Regions from separate parts of the Sus scrofa genome. Here region 1 is linked to region 2. A link is a contact called in public promoter capture Hi-C data. All regions are on one chromosome and are shown on one strand. The core of a region is the stretch at or near the end of the contact, and the rest is flanking DNA. Distances in the headings are between cores, read along the strand shown.

What was found. Promoter capture Hi-C pulls out the DNA fragments that hold promoters and counts their contacts.
Region 1: a contact with region 2 is called in a promoter capture Hi-C map of liver, with 5 times the contacts expected there. The contact joins the promoter of LOC100736825 here to the enhancer-like site in region 2. A contact is called at or near these places in 2 of 5 promoter capture datasets (both in liver), 6 of 47 Hi-C or Micro-C datasets (embryonic fibroblasts, fetal skeletal muscle, liver and 1 more) and 2 of 2 datasets of contacts at active chromatin or transcription factors (alveolar macrophages and skeletal muscle).

What each region holds. Positions count from the first base shown.
Region 1 is chr10:48,582,916-48,587,644 of Sscrofa11.1, reverse strand. LOC100736825 (protein transport protein SEC31-like) reads right to left here and starts at 3,311. Exons shown (of 3, transcript XM_021064282.1): 1 at 3,074-3,311. The coding sequence starts at 3,311. It also overlaps a transcript of OPTN not described here.
Region 2 is chr10:48,433,868-48,438,089 of Sscrofa11.1, reverse strand. No RefSeq gene overlaps it. Among named protein-coding and RNA genes, the nearest start is that of UCMA, 25 kb to the left of the region's middle. Within about 2 kb of position 1,294, at least 6 of the 83 cell types and tissues checked have an H3K27ac peak or open chromatin away from gene starts, as enhancers often do. A contact at or near this core is called in liver, where this site is marked.

The sequences.
Region 1 (4,729 bases), core at 2,062-4,561, 150 kb before region 2:
GTGAAATCAGAGCTACGTCTGGCAGCTTATGCCACAACAACACTGAATCCTTAATCTACTGAGCGAGGCCAGGGATCAAACCTGTGTCCTCATGGTTGCTAGTCAGAATTGTTTCCGCCGAGCCATGACGGGAACTCTGAGAAAAAGGGACATACTCTTTTACCAAACAGCATGATTTTTTACTTCTGGTATTATTTTTGGCTCTGTTTTTGCAGCTGTATTGAGATATAATTTACTTGCCATAAAATTCATCCATTGTAAGGGTAAATTCAATAATTGTAATTATGCTGATAGAGTTGTGCAACCTTCATTACCATCCAGTTGTAGACTATTTTCATCAGCTCCTTCAAGCTCATTCTCAAAGTCACTCCCTGCCCCAGGCAACCACAAGTCTGCTTCCCGTCTATGTTTTCCTTTCTGGACATTTCACATACATGGAATCATAGTATAGGTAGATCATAGTGAAACCAAGAAGGACCCTGTCGGGCTCCTGCACACAAGCCTTTCTATGTCCCCCATTTCTTGTTTTTAGGGAATACGCTTCAGCCTCCGTGACCTTCCCTGGGCTCCAAAGGCAGATTCAAACAGTTGCTAATCAGGGAAGGGAGGGGATGCAGAGTCCAGGGAGGAGCAATCAGGAAACATCAGTGCAGCCTTGGGGCAGGGTCTTGGTTCCTCTTCAAGGAATACACGTAACAATATCTTTGAGTTCTTCTACAGAACTAAACCCCCCACCAAAATGGAAACTGGAGAGGAGGACGACCTGAACCAGTCCTGAGGCCACGAAACACCAACTTTGAAGAAGAATGAAAGCTTGCATCTACCCTGATCCTTATCTGCGGCCCTATTTTCTACTCCTAAACTATAAAACCACTTCCTAATCTCTCCCAGGGAGGGCACAATCTTTAGGGCATTAGCCTGTTGTGGCCTCCTTTGCCTGGCAAAACAATAAAGCTATTTTTTTTCTTCTTTGCCCCAAACTCTGCCCATGCATTTCTATTCTATTCAACACCAGTGCACTGAGGCCGAGTTTTGGCAACAATAGTATAGGGAGTTTTTGGATCTGGTGTCCCAAGTGTGAATATTTTTTACTAGCTCAAATGAGCGCAAAAATGTTATACATCTTTACTTTCCACCCAGCCCTCGCCCAGAAGGAAGCATGAATATTTGTCTGTTAGCTCAGATGTACATAAAAATGTTATGTATCTTTACTTTTTCTCCACCCAGCCCTTGCCCGGAAGGAGTAAAGGAAATCTACTCTTGGGCATTAATGAGGCCTTGAATAGAGGCTCTCCTTCTCTGGGGTCAGAGAAAATTCCAGGAGGGCTTTTAGTGTCCATTGGAGTTAGAGCCATTTTTCTTCAGCTCCTTAACTTGATCAGCCCATTGATGCTGAAACCCTCATCATCCACCATAAAGGTTCTTCTAAGGAGAAGGCATGTTGCTCTGTTATTTCTTTCTTTCTTTCTTTCTTTTTTTTTTTTTTTGTCTTTTTGCCGTTTCTTGTGCCGCTCCTGCGGCATATGGAGGTTCCCAGGCTAGGGGTTGAAACGGAGCCGGAGCTGCCGGCCTACGCCAGAGCCACAGCAACACGTGATCCCAGCCGTGTCTGCGACCTACACCACAGCTCACGGCAACGCCGGATCCTTAACCCACTGAGCAAGGGCAGGGATCAAACCCACAACCGCATGGTTCCTAGTCGGATTCATTAACCACTGTGCCACGATGGGAACTCCAGCTCTGTTATTGCTAATGACAAGCCTGGATTCCAGAATCTCCCGAAGCTGTGAGACCAAGCTCCCAAGGTCTAATAGATGCATCATATATCTGTGTTACTCCTAGAGCATCAGGGGCTGAGGCTTGAGTCTTTGATGCTTGAGAGAACACCAGCTTCCATCCCTCTTCCACTTGTGGATGGGGGAGGGGAAAGCACCCTTCCTCCTAACTGCTATGAAAATCTCTCACCCCACCTGGGCTCTCAGCCCTCTCCCGCCAGGACACCTGCAGTAGATGATGTATTTACTGAGAATGAGCCTTCTCAAAAGACAAGAAAGGTTGGCCTTTCAAGAATCCTGCAAAATATACTTGGCGATAGGAAACACAAGGGGATCAGCCATTTCTCCAAATAAAGGGGGTATGTCAAGAGGGGGCACCGAAAGCATGAAACCAATGAGCATCTCACTAAATAGCCTCCCACACTGCTTTGCATTCACCTACCGCAAAACCACATCAGTGAACAGCGGGGAAGCATGTTATAATTTCAGTGTTCTTAGCTGCGCTGAGATTCTATCTAGTCATGGAAGCATCAGAGAGGACGGGGCACCACCCTCCTCCCCACCCCAACTCTTTAAGCTAAGCAGAGCTGGCTTTAACACTTGCTGTAAGAATAGCTACTAACCTGACATATCAGGCATTGTTCTGAGTGCTTCCGTGTGTTATCCCTTAATCCTCACAATGACGTTAAGAAGTAAGCTCTGTATATCCAAATCCTTTATTTAAAGTCTTCCGAGCAAGCTGTTTCAGAACGCAGAATTTTTTGGATTTTAGGAAGATATTAAGGTGCATGTAATTTATACACTTCCCCAAAAGGGTCTGAAACAGATTTCGTACAAACTAATTAAGGTGCCTTCAGGGAAACAAATAATCCCAAGTGATGGAAATTAACACTGTATACAACTTACTTTACATCGGTTTGGGTCAGGTTTTGCCACCAAATGAACTAAGAAAGGCTTTAGATTTTCAGGCTCTTGGAATTTTGGACTGTAATAGGCTCCACTTTACAGATAAAGAGAATGAGGCACCGCAAGATAGGTAACGTCCAAGGTCACATAGTTAAGAAGTGGTGAGAGGGCTCAAGCTTTCAGGACCAAGGGGGTCAGGAGAAAACCACCTCGACACACTTTCTGTACCAGAAACTACCCCACCCTAGACCTTTTCACCGCACAGCCAGCGGCTGCGTATGCCCTCCCCTCCTCACCCCATTCCTTCCCTGCTTAGAGCTTCTGTAGTACTCATTTTATCTCTCCTTAATGCGGTTTAAAATAGCGGAGGCGAGCCTGTAGCGTCAACTTACCCCAGGCACCCCTAACAATCGCAGGAGGAACGTTCAGGAATTGGGTCTGGGGCAGGTACTGACTTTTAGCCCTCCCAGCCCTGCGTAGGGGGTTAACTTCAGGGGGGTGTGGAGGGCCACGCACGAAGAGCTGGCCTGGAGCAGGAGGTCTCAAGAGAGGAGTCGAATCCTTCAGGAGACCAGGAGAGGGCGCGTCCGCCTTTTCCCGTTTGAATTTCTTTTCTTTCCCTTCCCCCATCCGTTTTTCTATCTAACTAGCGAGAAGCTTGTTTGCTCAATTACATGCTTGGTATCCAGCTGATGGGGGCTGTGTCAGCCCCTTCATTTGTAAACCAAGCTCTTCCCTCCTGTGATGTCCTTCCTGGTCTTCTGCAGAAAACTGCTCCCAGACCGTCTCTCCCACCTCCTAGGATCCCACCCTAATTTCTGTTTTCTTGTCTTGCACGAGGAGCTTGTTACCAGAAGAGCTTGCCACACTGGCTTGGCAGAGACCTTGACCTCGCGATCAGATGCCTTGTGTGTCCTGCGTCTGCTTCCTTGCTTATCCCTTTACGTTCTCGCGGTGCTTGGAATGCAGACTAAGGCGGCTCTCCCTTCCTCGTCTGGTTTTCTTCCTTTCTTTCCCTCCCTCCCTTCCTTTTTTCTTTTTTTTTTTTCAAGGCCGCACCCGCGGCATATGGAAGTTCCCAGGCTAGGGGCAGAGCTGTAACTGCCTGATTACGCCACAGCAACGCGGGATCCGAGCGGCATCTGGGACCTACTTCATAACTCATGGCAATGCCAGATCCTTGACCCACTGAGCAAGGCCAGAGATCCAACCCGCATCCTCATGCATACTAGTCGGAGTTATTGCTGAGCCACATGGGGGAACTCCCTTGATTTCTTTCTTTTCATTCTGTCTAGTCCATTCCAGATAAAATCCAGGTCAATCCAGCAATCTCACCTGCCTTGAGCACCTGGAGCATCCAGTTGTCAGCTGATGGCTTGTTCCCCGGGAACAAGAATCCGAGAAGCATCCTGCAGGCTTCCTGTTTTTATTTGATTATTTATATATATATATATTTTTTTTAGAGTTAAGTTTTATTTGGGTGAAGTTAGGACTTAGGCCCGAGAGACAGCATCTGAGAAACCGCTTGGAGGCTTTGTGTTTTTAATTAAAAGTCTATTTTAAGGACAAAACCCGGTGGAAAGCCATGCGTGCAAGGTTAACTATATCTAGATGTAAGGCCTTTAACAGAGATCTAGGCTTTGACCCAAGGATGCCTGAGACCATCGTCCCTCTCTTTCCGTGGGGCACAGCCCCCAGTGGCTCTGGACTTATATAGGGACCCCCCCCCGCAGCGAAGACCGACTCCTTACACTTCATTTAATTAGTAATTTATTTTAATCAAGGAAGAATGTCACGGTCGTCACACTGACACCTTGGGAGGGAGCTACGCTAATCATACCACCAACGCTTATTCACCTTGGCCAATCCGGCATTAACCAGGTCAGGGCCTAGAGTTGTAGGCTGGCTCATGGGAGAGAAGGGGTGGCGCGATCCGCTGGGGCCTATGCGGGGCGGGGCGTTTGGGAGAGAGACCTGAGGAGGGGCGCGGCCTGGCGAGGGGGCGGGGAGTTGGGGCGGGGCCTTAGGGAGGCGGGGCCCGGGAAATT
Region 2 (4,222 bases), core at 45-2,544:
CAGAGAGAAGACCATGTGAAGGCACAGGGAGAAGGCAACCCTCCTCAAGCCAAAGAAAGAGGCCTTAGAAGGAACCAACCCTTGGATCTTGGACTTCTGACCCCAGAACTGTACGAAAATAAACTTTTCTGTTCAAGCCACCCAGTCTGGCGTATTTGTTATGGCAGCCTGAGCACACTAATACAGCATGTATGTCATGAGCTTGACTAATGGATTGCATGCTTTGTGACCACATCCACCAGTAAAAAATCTGTTCTGCGTCGTGACCCAAAATACGTGTGCACACTTAAAATGGAAACACTGCTTTTCCTTGCCGTGTGACGTGTTCTCTGATCTTTTCTTCCCCATTTTTTCCTCTCTATTCTATTATCTCTTTCATTTAGAAATAGAGGCTTCTACTAATTACTCTCAGTGACCCCATAATGGGTCACCCCTGCAGCTTGAAGAACGTTGCCCCTCATCAGAATAGAAGGACAGGTAACTGCCGTGCGCTTCCCAGAGACTGACCTCGTACTGGGTGATGAGCTTGTCATGTAAGGGCCAAGACAGGACATCTAGGAAAGGACTGAGTCAGGACACAAATGAGGTATCCTGTGTCACAGCCCTTCCCTTGATCAGGCTCGGAGTGGGTTTCGTCCTCCTCCTGCATGGACTCTCTGAACTGCAGAGTGTGAGTCCAAGCTGGGTACATGTTGTAGCAGACAGTGACGTTGGAGCTGACCTCCTCCTCTTTGCAACCTGTGCTTCGAGGCAGTCCCAGACCTTTCATGATGTGCAGCCTTGAGGGAGGTGGTAATGTCACAAAACACAGGGAACAGAAGGGCCTGTATTTTCTCTCTCTCTCTCTCTCCCTCTGGCAGCCCGTGAGTGGCATAAGGCTCACATTCTGTCCCCAGCTCTTGGCTCCAGAGCAGGGGCCCCAGGGTCTAGGGTGGAGGTGGGAAGGGTCACACCTATCGCTATGGTCACTGGCCCAGCCTGTCCCTTTGCATGCGCTCACATGCGCTCTTGCCCACTGCACCTGGGCTCCTGGCTGCCCGGTAGGTCTCCAAGCCCTGGAGAACCTATCTACACTGTCCCTTTCTGTTGCCTGTGGTCAAGATCCATTTCTGTTGTTTGCAGCCAAGATTTCTGAGGGACACAGATACATGTATTTAAGTGGAATCTGTGAATATATCAGCTTCTCCACCACGCCTCAGAGCAACACCTTTCTGGGCTACAGGGTACACCGCATGCCTCAGGGGTGAGTCTTAATCTTGATTAACAATGAGACATATCTGGAGTTCCCCTCATGGCTCAGCAGTAATGAACCCGACTAGGAATCCAAGAGGACATCGGTTTAGTCCCTGGCCTCCCATGGCATTGCCATGAGTTGTGGTGTAGGTCAAAGACGCAGCTCAGATCCCGAGTTGCCATGGCAGAGGCCAGCAGCTGTAGCTCTATGTGCGGCCCTAAAAAGCAAAACAAACAAAAAAACAAAGACGGGCCACATCAAGAGAAAAAATGAGGATGTTAATTAAACCTACTATGGTAGTCATTTCATGGCACACACATAAACCATCACTGCTGTACACCTAAAACAAGTACAATGTTTATATGTCAGTTCTTTCTCAATTAAAAAAATAAGGATGCATTTTTAAAAAGAGAAGGAAAAAAGGTAGCAGCCATCTATCATACACAGAAGCAAGCCCCACTCTGCACTGGGCAGGGTCAAGCTCATGGCACCTTCTTTGTCCTAAAGAAGCAGCGAGGTATCATCCCAAAGCACTGCTCCCACTGGGTCAGGTGCTTCTTGCCAAGGTACAAAGGACTTGTTTGCTTTCCTGACCCTGTGCATTCATCCAGAGCACACCATGCTAATGAGAGCCTGGGTCAAATCAGTTAGACCGCCTGTTTTTGTAAATAGATTTTTTCTTTTCTTTTCTTTTTTTTTTTTTTTTGCTATTTTCAGAGCTGCAACTGCAGCATATGGAAGTTCCCAGCATATGAAAGTCTCCAGGGGTCGAATCGGAGCTGCAGCTGCCTGCCACAGCCATGGTTACAGCAATTTGGGATCCAAAACTCATCTGTGACCTACACCACAACTCATGGCAACGTCAGATCCCCAACCCATAGAGCAAGGCCAGGGATCGAACGTGCATCCTCATGGATGCTCTTTGGATTTGTTTCTTCTGCCCCACAATGGGAACTCCTGTAAAAAGAATTTTATAGGATCACAGCCAATGCCTCTTTACCTTCATGTTGTCTCTCTGGCTGCCTCCCTGAGTTGTTGCAACAGAGACAGTACAACCTGTGAAGCCAAGAATATTTGCTCTCTGGCCATTGGTACAAAAAGATTACCAACTCCTGACCTGGAGCAGCAGACCCCAGAAGGGCAGACAAGTCTCTGAGTCACTCTAATATCTTTTCATTTTTTTAATTTAAAATTTTAGTTTAGTTTCTGGAGTTTCTGTTGTGGCTCAGTGGAAACAAACCCAACTAGTAACTATGAAGATGTAGGTTCAATCCCTGGCCTTGCTCAGTGGGTTAAGGATTCGGTGTTGCCATGAGCTGTGGGGTAGATCACAGATACAACTCGGATTCTGTGTTGCTGTGGCTATGGTGTAGGTCAGCAGCTGCAGCTCGATTTGATCCTTATCCTGGGACCTTCCATATGCCACACATGAGGCCCTAAAAAAAAAAAAAAAGGAGAAGGAGAAGAAGAAAATAATTTTACTTTAGGTTCTGGGTTTTGTTTTGTTTTTGTTTTTGTTTTTTTTAGGGCTTTGCCAGCCACATATGGAAGTTCCCAGGCTAAGGATGGAATTGAATCAGAGCCACAGCTCTGGCCTACACCAGAGCCACAGCAACTCGGGATGCGAGCTGCATCTACAACCTACACTACAGTTCATGGCAACACTGTATACTTAACCCACTGAGCGAGGCCAGGAATTGAAACTACACCTTCATGGATACAAGTTGCATTCTTTACCTGCTGAGCCATGACGGGAATTCCTTTTCTTTAGTTTCTGAATGAGTAATGCATTTGCCTGCTTCAAATCAAAATCAAAAAATGAGAAAAGTCCTATTTCTTTCTCTCCCTATCTAACCCCTTGTTCCAAGAAATAATAGTTCTCAAGATTTGTATGTATTTAGGCTTGCTTTTTTTGAGGTGATGCAAATATTCTGAAATTGACTGGAGATGGTTGCGTGTATCTGTGAATCTACTAAAAGCCATTAAATTGTACATTTTATATGGATCAGTTCTGTTATATGTGAATTATATCTCGATAAAGCTGTTATTCCAAAATAATCAACAACACAGAATATCAGTGTGTGTTAATTAAGTTTAATCTGCACCCTAGGGGTGATTAGTCAGCATTCAAACACACCCACCAGGAACTTTTGTCCAAGTGCATTAAAATCACTTTATAAACATGCAGCAGGGAGTTCCCATTGTGGCTCAGTGGTTAACGAATCCGAATAGGAACCATGAGGTTGCTGGTTTGATCCCTGCCCTTGCTCAGTGGGTTAACGATCTGGCGTTGCCGTGAGCTGTGGTGTAGGTTGTAGACGAGGCTCAGATCGCTTGTTGCTGTAGCTCTGGAGTAGGCCGGTGGCTACAGCTCCAATTAGACCCCTAGCCTAGGAACCTCCATATGCCGTGGGAGCGGCCCTAGAAATGGCAAAAAGACAAAAAAAACCCCAAAATTAAAAAAAACTGGAAAGTCTGTAATTATCATAGGGCAAGGTAGGAACAGATTTTTATCCGTAATATGAATGTTGTTTAAGAATTGCAGGAGTTCCTGCTGTGGCTTAGTGGGTTAAGAACTCAACATAGTGGATGAGGATGCAGGTTCAAGGATCTGTGGCCTCACTCAATGAGTTAAGGATCGGGTGTTGCCACAAGCTACAGCATAGGTGACAGGTGTGGCTTGGATCCAGTGCTGCTGTGGCTGTGGTGTAGGCCTACAGCTGCAGCTGTGATTTGACCCCTAGTGTGGGAACTTCCGTGTGTGTGGCTGTGAAAAGAAAAATTTAAAAAAAGAGATTGCAGTTGGCTAAAAAGAGTATGTGAGCAGAGCTCTCTGTGTATATACAACACAGAAGCAAACGCAGCCACCAGACCCCTATAGCCTGGCATTCTAGGTCCAGGGACCCTCATTGACAAGGACCCTGTGGCTGGATCAAATGAAAAGATTCACCTGCTCTCAGGTCACCATTTCCTGCCGCAGGGTGGCAA